Regions from separate parts of the Mus musculus genome. Here region 1 is linked to region 2. The links are chromatin contacts, called in public promoter capture Hi-C maps. All regions are on one chromosome and are shown on one strand. The core of a region is the stretch at or near the end of the contact, and the rest is flanking DNA. Distances in the headings are between cores, read along the strand shown. Region 1 holds the start of Rpn2 (ribophorin II). Region 2 holds the start of Tm9sf4 (transmembrane 9 superfamily protein member 4).

What was found. Promoter capture Hi-C pulls out the DNA fragments that hold promoters and counts their contacts.
Region 1: a contact with region 2 is called in a promoter capture Hi-C map of pre-B cells, with 4 times the contacts expected there. The contact joins the promoter of Rpn2 here to the promoter of Tm9sf4 in region 2. A contact is called at or near these places in 2 of 39 promoter capture datasets (liver and pre-B cells).

Annotation. Positions count from the first base shown.
Region 1 is chr2:157,277,263-157,280,423 of GRCm38.p6, forward strand. It overlaps Rpn2 (ribophorin II), which reads left to right and starts at 1,836. Exons shown (of 17, transcript NM_019642.4): 1 at 1,836-2,073. The coding sequence starts at 2,061. Mroh8 (maestro heat-like repeat family member 8) reads right to left here and starts at 2,287. Exons shown (of 25, transcript NM_001039557.4): 1 at 1,930-2,287. The coding sequence starts at 2,213.
Region 2 is chr2:153,159,474-153,163,130 of GRCm38.p6, forward strand. It overlaps Tm9sf4 (transmembrane 9 superfamily protein member 4), which reads left to right and starts at 1,828. Exons shown (of 18, transcript NM_133847.3): 1 at 1,828-2,098. The coding sequence starts at 2,084.

The DNA.
Region 1 (3,161 bases), core at 586-3,085, 4.1 Mb after region 2:
TAAGGGTCCCACCCGACTCCTGTTCCCCAGCCATTGGCTGCTGGCATCTTTATTGATGGATCAAAAACCAACTGTGGACAAGGACCTTTAGCGTTTGGACAGGCAGACTGAATCAAAGCATTAGAACCAATCTCCAACAATGAGGTATTACATACATATAGGCAATGACAAGACAAATGCTGCGACAATGCTAACATGTCGTGAGATCAGGAAATGAAGACTTTAATTTCCAGCACATTTTCTTTCACTTTATGACTATATAATTTAATGTCCTAAATAGCTATTTGCAAAAATTCCAAAAAACTTAACAGCTGGCTCCCTCTCTAGCACACCACTGGCTTGTCTTATTACTGAACTGGTAGAGTTCTTTAAATATATCCTAGTTCAGCACTACCCAATATAACTTTCTGGGATAATGAAAATATCTGTCCTGTAATTTCAAATTACTCAGTGCAAGATCCACCAGCTACCCTGAGCACAGCATTGGCTGATCAGAAGCATAGTATAGCTGAGGAGCTGAAGCTTAAATTTTACTTAATTGGACTAAGTTCAAAGAGAAATTACTGCAGAGAGCTAGTGACTGCTGTATGGAGGAGTGGTCCGACTCCCCGCTACATATCTGGAGTGATACTGAAGAGAAGCAGCATTGCTGTATTGCAAAATTCTACATGTTCACAATAGTTAATTAGCACACATCTAGGCTGTCATCAGAACGCAAGGGCTGAAATATTTCCTTCCTTTTAAAGTATTAAAAGTAACATTTCACAGAATAATAATAAAGAGTAAATAAGATAACATATGTAGGGTGCTCAGTACTCTTTCTGCCTATATTGTGAGCTCGGTAATCAGAGCTACACATTAGTTCTGGCTTCCATTTTTGAGTCTGTTAAATTTGCAGACCAGCGCATCCCTCAACCCTTCCTGGAGTAGACAGCAATTAACACGGAGACCCAAAACTGGTCAACACACAGAGAATAAGAGATCTTGGGACACTCAGCCCTAAATGGGATGTCTACAGCATCCCCTTTACCTCAGGGCTCATGGGCGTGGGTCTATGTGGAAGAGGAGAAGGATTGTTTAAGAGCCAGGGGTGATAAACGGCTTCCAATAAGCAGTTTTTCAGGGATTGTGTCAGTATGCACAAGACCCACAAAAGCTCAAGCCATACAAAACACAGAGAAGGGGGAGTGGGCACAAAAGACCCAACTGTAGCCAAAACTATTCATAACTGATAGCTGCTGGGAGAGGGAAAATCAGTTTTCTTCAGTGGAGTGACTGGGTATATCAACCACTCTCCAGGGCAGGACTCCATGCTTAGTTTGTTTTTTACTTTAGAAAGAGGAAAAATAGAGCATGAGTTGGGTGTGTAGGGAGTTGGGGGAGGATATGGAAGGTGTTGGGGGAAGGAAATGAATATGATCAAAATATATTGTATGAAATTTTCAAAAAAAAAAAATCAAACATTTTAAAACGCTCCTCTCCGTTACCTGTATAGCTCACAGGTTTGAAAACTGGATAAACCCTCACTCACCAGCCAATTATTAATAATCTAAGTAATGCATTAACCATAATTTCCCAAAGTGGATAAAATCAAATGTTACGATAACGCTCCCCTCCCAACCGGACCCTTTTAAAATTGGCCGGGCTGCGGGAGAGAACCGTGAGTGACAGCGCGTCCGGCCAGTCACTGTCACTGGCCAATCAGAGGTGGCCCCGTCTTAGGCCCGCCCCAAGGCCCGGCCCAATCGGGTCCCGGTGGCGGCGTGAGCAGGGCGGTTGAGAGGCGGTCGGTTCCAAGTGGGTCCCGGCGCGGGGGAGAGGACGGCTTGGCAAGCAGGACCCGTGAGTGAGGTTCGCACGCCGCGACTCAACTGCCCCACACTGCGGCTGCCGGGCACGGCCCTGCCAAGCGGGACCGCCGCGACTGACCTTTGCCGGGAGCCCATTCTGGCAAGTGGCGTGTGCCGCGGGTCCCTGGCGTCCCCTCCGGCGCGCTCTTGGAGCCACTTCCCGGAGCGGAAGTCTGCCTGCTCGGGCTCCGGTGGGACCTGCTCGGAGGAATGGCGCCGCCGGGTGAGGCGTTGCGCATGGCTCAATAGTGGGGCCCCGCGGCCGACACGCTTTGGGGAGCGGGGCGTCGCCCGCGGGAGGCTAGTGCGGACCACACGGGCGCCGGCTAGGCGCGGTTCCCCTCCCCTACGGGGCAGGGGCATGGGCACGGGCGCTTTCGGGGTCGAGCGTGTGGCGGAGGCTGCGAGCTGGTGAAGTGCTGGGGACCCGAAGGGTTGGTGGCGGGGCGTGCGACGTGGGACTACGGGTCCCCGCAAGGCCGAGCGCGAGCCCGGGCAGCGCGGAGCCCGAGCCTGGCCTCCTCCATTCATTCGAGTAGTACCAGCGGCCTACGCCTGTCACAGAGAGCCACCCCTGGCATCATGAAAGCTTTTGAGCATGTCACTAGACTTTCTTCGACTTCTAGGTTCCTTTTCCCTGACAGGGACAGGAGACTCACAGGTCTGTCTGGGAGCTGAAAGCCTAGGGTATGAAGTGATATTACGGGTGCAGACTTGTAACCGGCCACGTATTGATTGTGAGAACAGAAGCCAGGGACTCAACAGCTTAGTTTCTCATCTGGTATCTGCTTCGCAAGAGTTGTGTTAAATGATATTTCTGTGCTTGCTTTTAACAGTGCCGGGCAAAACTCAATGCTTGGTAGATTCTGAGTGGATAGGTGGGAATCTTAGTGTATTCAAGTCACTATTTTATTTGTTGGTAAAGTGGCTAAAGTCAGAACTTGCATTGAAACTTAAGTTTGAGTTTCAGTTATTTGTCTCAGGGCAAGGGAGTGGGCACCTACTTAAGAACCTTTTTTCTTTTCTTTACTTAGATAGGGTCTAGGGAGCTGGGAGTTGGTTCAGTGCAACTTGTGGATCTGAGTTCAAATCTTAGCACTGGGTATGGCTGGCTGCATTGTGCACGTAACCCCAGCATTGGAGGGCAGAGACCAGCAGATCCCAAGAGGTAACCATCTAGTCTAGCAAAAATGGTTCTAGATCAGTGAAAAGGCCCTGCCTCAAGGCAAGAAGGCATAGAACATCAGAGGAAGTCATCCTGTGTTTACTCTGGCCTCTGCATGCCTGTGCACTGGCATACACTTATGTGCA
Region 2 (3,657 bases), core at 578-3,077:
CAGGACTTAAGTTGCAGTAGAACTGGCCACAAGTCTGCAATTCAGAATTACTACAAGACTATCTAGTAAATCCATCCTGCTTCTCTAGCTCTGTGCCTCTTGGGAATATATCTGCTCTTTGGGATGGTGTGTTGGTCCCAGGCATTTATGGGTTTGTTTTTCAGCACTCATAACAATCCAACCCAATACTAAATCAACTAGGCTCAACCAAGTAGTTCTTTTGTTCCAAATATCAATAAGGATATTCACATGTTCTATATTTAGTTAGTAGCTTGCTAGGTTTGAACTGCACAAACTTATTTCCTTTATATGTGTAACTGTCAGGTGGGGTTTCTAGAACTCTGTGAGGAATGACATAGACCTGTCTATGCAGCAGGACACCCAGCCATATTTATATCCTTGGGAGGAAGGAGAAGCTTCAAGCCTCTTACAGCCTAGACACAGAAGTGGAAGACACTTATAATTCACTCTATTTGGTCAAAGCAAGTAACTTAACCCCAGCATTCAACAAGAGAAAAAAATTCACCTTTTGACAGGAGAACCAGTATGCTCATAACATGCAAGAAGGAGAGGCTTGTTAGTAGACATTTATGCAGAAAAAAATCCACCACGGTAGTAATCAGTACTGACCACAGTGGTGGTCAGAGCTCAGCTGTTCCTTGCCAAGGTGCAGAAGAGATAACTAAAAATCTTAAGACCAGTTTTGGCACAGTACTTAAGCAATGCTGAGTTTTCTGTTTAGCCCGTGGCTCTCTTTATGGCTCAGGATGGTCTTGAACTCACCATGCCTTCCTTCCTCAGCATCCTGAGCGCAAAAATTACCAGTGTGAGCCACTGAACACGGATAATGATAAAGATGATAGTAACGATGATGACTGAGGCAAGGTCTCACATGTCCCAGGATAACCATGAACTCTTCTTGCTGGACCTTCTGAGTTTGGGGATTACAAGTCCCAGTGCTAAAGATTAGGCAGGCTATCTGCTAAATTAACTATATCCTCAGAACTCATTACTACTCTCTTAACAGCTTTTTGGATCCATCTAAGAAGACCGCACTGGCTCTTTGTACACTTTACAGTGGTATATATGAACCAAACAGTCTTTCTCCATTATGATCCTTTGAGTCCTCCCCAGACCCTTTTAAGTCAATACTGGAAAGTTAAGTTTAAGATGGTTAAGTGACTTGCTTCAAGTCATACATTAAGCCAGTTAGAATGGAGAAGTCCACATTGAAAAATGTCTCCTTTCACTAAGTGTTCTGCTTTTCATTCACTCATTTAACAAAGCATATTGTTTGGGACACCTACCATATGTGTGAAGGAATGTACATACGTTATATAATGACAATTATTTATTGAATACTTTATATGATTGTGTCAGTGGATACTTAACATAAGCCAATTATAAAAATAATCTAGAGCTGGGCGTGGTGGCGCACGCCTTTAATCCCAGCACTCGGGAGGCAGAGGCAGGCGGATTTCTGAGTTCGAGGCCAGCCTGTCTCGGAAAACCAAAAAAAAAAAAAAAAAAAAAAAATCTAGAAATCTCTGCCCCATTTCACTGACGACAAAAACGCAGTGTAAGGGAAAGACAGAGTCCTACCTTCATAGTTATTACGGCCGATTAGTAAGACTATATTATAGTCAAATAAATATTTAAACATATAATTACAAATTACTCTAAATCAGAAGCTGTCAGAGAGGGTTTACCATGCTTTCCGTTTCACAATTAAGGTCCCGGGTAACCCTGGCAACGACTCTTTCTGCCAATACTAAAGAAAGCATCCAGGGAGCGCGCCTATTTCCACACACCCCCATTACCCACAATGCAAAAGGAGTAGGCGGAGGAGCGGGTCTGCCAGAAGTCAATATGGCTCCAATAGTTACACCGTACGTTCTCTTCACCTAGTCAGAGACCTCACTGCCAAGGCCAATCTGCCAAGGAGAAATTAAGCTTCTTTTACCTCCTCACTACTGCGACTACAGAAGAATCTGAAGCCAGGAGTCCCCTTAGTGGAGCTACACTCCGTAACCACAGAAGCACCACTTCCGCTGACGTCATCACGCCGACACGTGGATCCAAGATGGCGGCGGCGATGGTGAGTGAAGGAGACTCCGGGAACCGGAGCTGGAGCAGGGCCCCCCTGGATAGCCCAGGACCTTCCAGCGCCCCATGCCTGGTTCCCAGCCTCCTCCAGAACCCCTGCTCGGGTTACCCTTGACTGGGTCGGCCTCTACAAAGTCCCTTTCTCTAGCCTTGGCATGGCATCTAGGCTTGTCAGGGCCTGGAGTTTTAGGGGAGGTGCCGCTTGGAAGGAAGACTTCGGCTCATGCCTTCACGGTTCTCATTTCAGCTTTCGTTCCCGCCCCTTGTCACCCCTATTTCCCATTTCTTCCCCTCCAGGCTTTGTCTCCTCCCGAGAGGCCCCCGTTATTTCTGCCTTCGCTCCTCCTCCTCACGTTCATACCCAGCTCTCCACATACCCATCAGCCTAACCAGTCTGCGGGTGCCACCTTGCTCGCACCAGCCCGAGCCTTGTCCTTACCTGCACCCTCAGCGGTTCCCATAGCGCATCCCGCTTGATTGCTGCTGTACCAGGGCATCCCATGCCCATCATCCCATCCCCAGGCCCTGCCCTTCTCCTGCCTTTTCTGTCAAAATCTGTCTCTCCTAAAGTGCTTTTATCCGATTGGTTCTTAAACCCCACTGTGCACGGGGATCTTGGGTTGTTGGTGGGGAGGCATGTTTAAATAGTTTCCTGAGCATCACTCCCAAAGATTGCAATACCTTAGGCCATGCTCAGGAATCTATAGTCTCACAAACAGTCCTGTGTTTATAATGGAGGTGGTCCCTGGGTTACCGTTTAAAAACACCTCTGGCCCTGCCTGTCTGTATCCCCCTCCCACTCCACACAGCTCCTTACAGATAAAGGGTCACTATCATGAAGCTGACTAGAATTAAGTCTCTTTGTGGATGAGAGTGGAGGTAATATACCTGTGCCTGAAGGATGAGTCACTAGCTGACTTCTGTTTATCAACCACAGAATTAAGTTTTTGAAGGTCAGATTTTCTAAGAGAAGTTCACCTCAAATTCTGTTTGCCAAGAAATGAGAACAAAAGTCGAAAGTGAATTTTCCTGGGTGGTCTTGTACATTGCTGCCTCAGAAGATAAAATTAATTCCATCGTGGTAGTGAATGACAAGAAAGACTCAGAGAAAAAGCTTGTGACATTTGACTCTACTGAAGGAAAATTCTTGCTTAAGTTATTTGATGTTGGTTTTCTCTAAACAGGGCCAGGTTAATTCATGAAAGGAGTCTGTCCTGTTAGCAGACGGCTGACTTTTTTTTTTTTTTTTTTAAATTAGGTTCCTTGTTTATAACCCCAGAAATCAGGTAAAAATGTTCAAGGTTTTGCGGATTGTAACCCCTTTTGTGGAGCACTTGCTTGAGCGTACCCAGGAGCCTAAGTTCGATATTTGGCTCTGTTTAGGGGAAAAGCAGATTCAAAGCTTTCCCTGGTTTCTGTGGCCACAGACTTCAGTATGAATCATGAAGAGGGGTAAATCCCTAAAGTGGGATGTTGAAATCCTTTTTCTCCTTTATCACATTCAGAATAAGGCGAATGTGAAGCCAGGAAGTCACACCCTTTCTTGTTCAT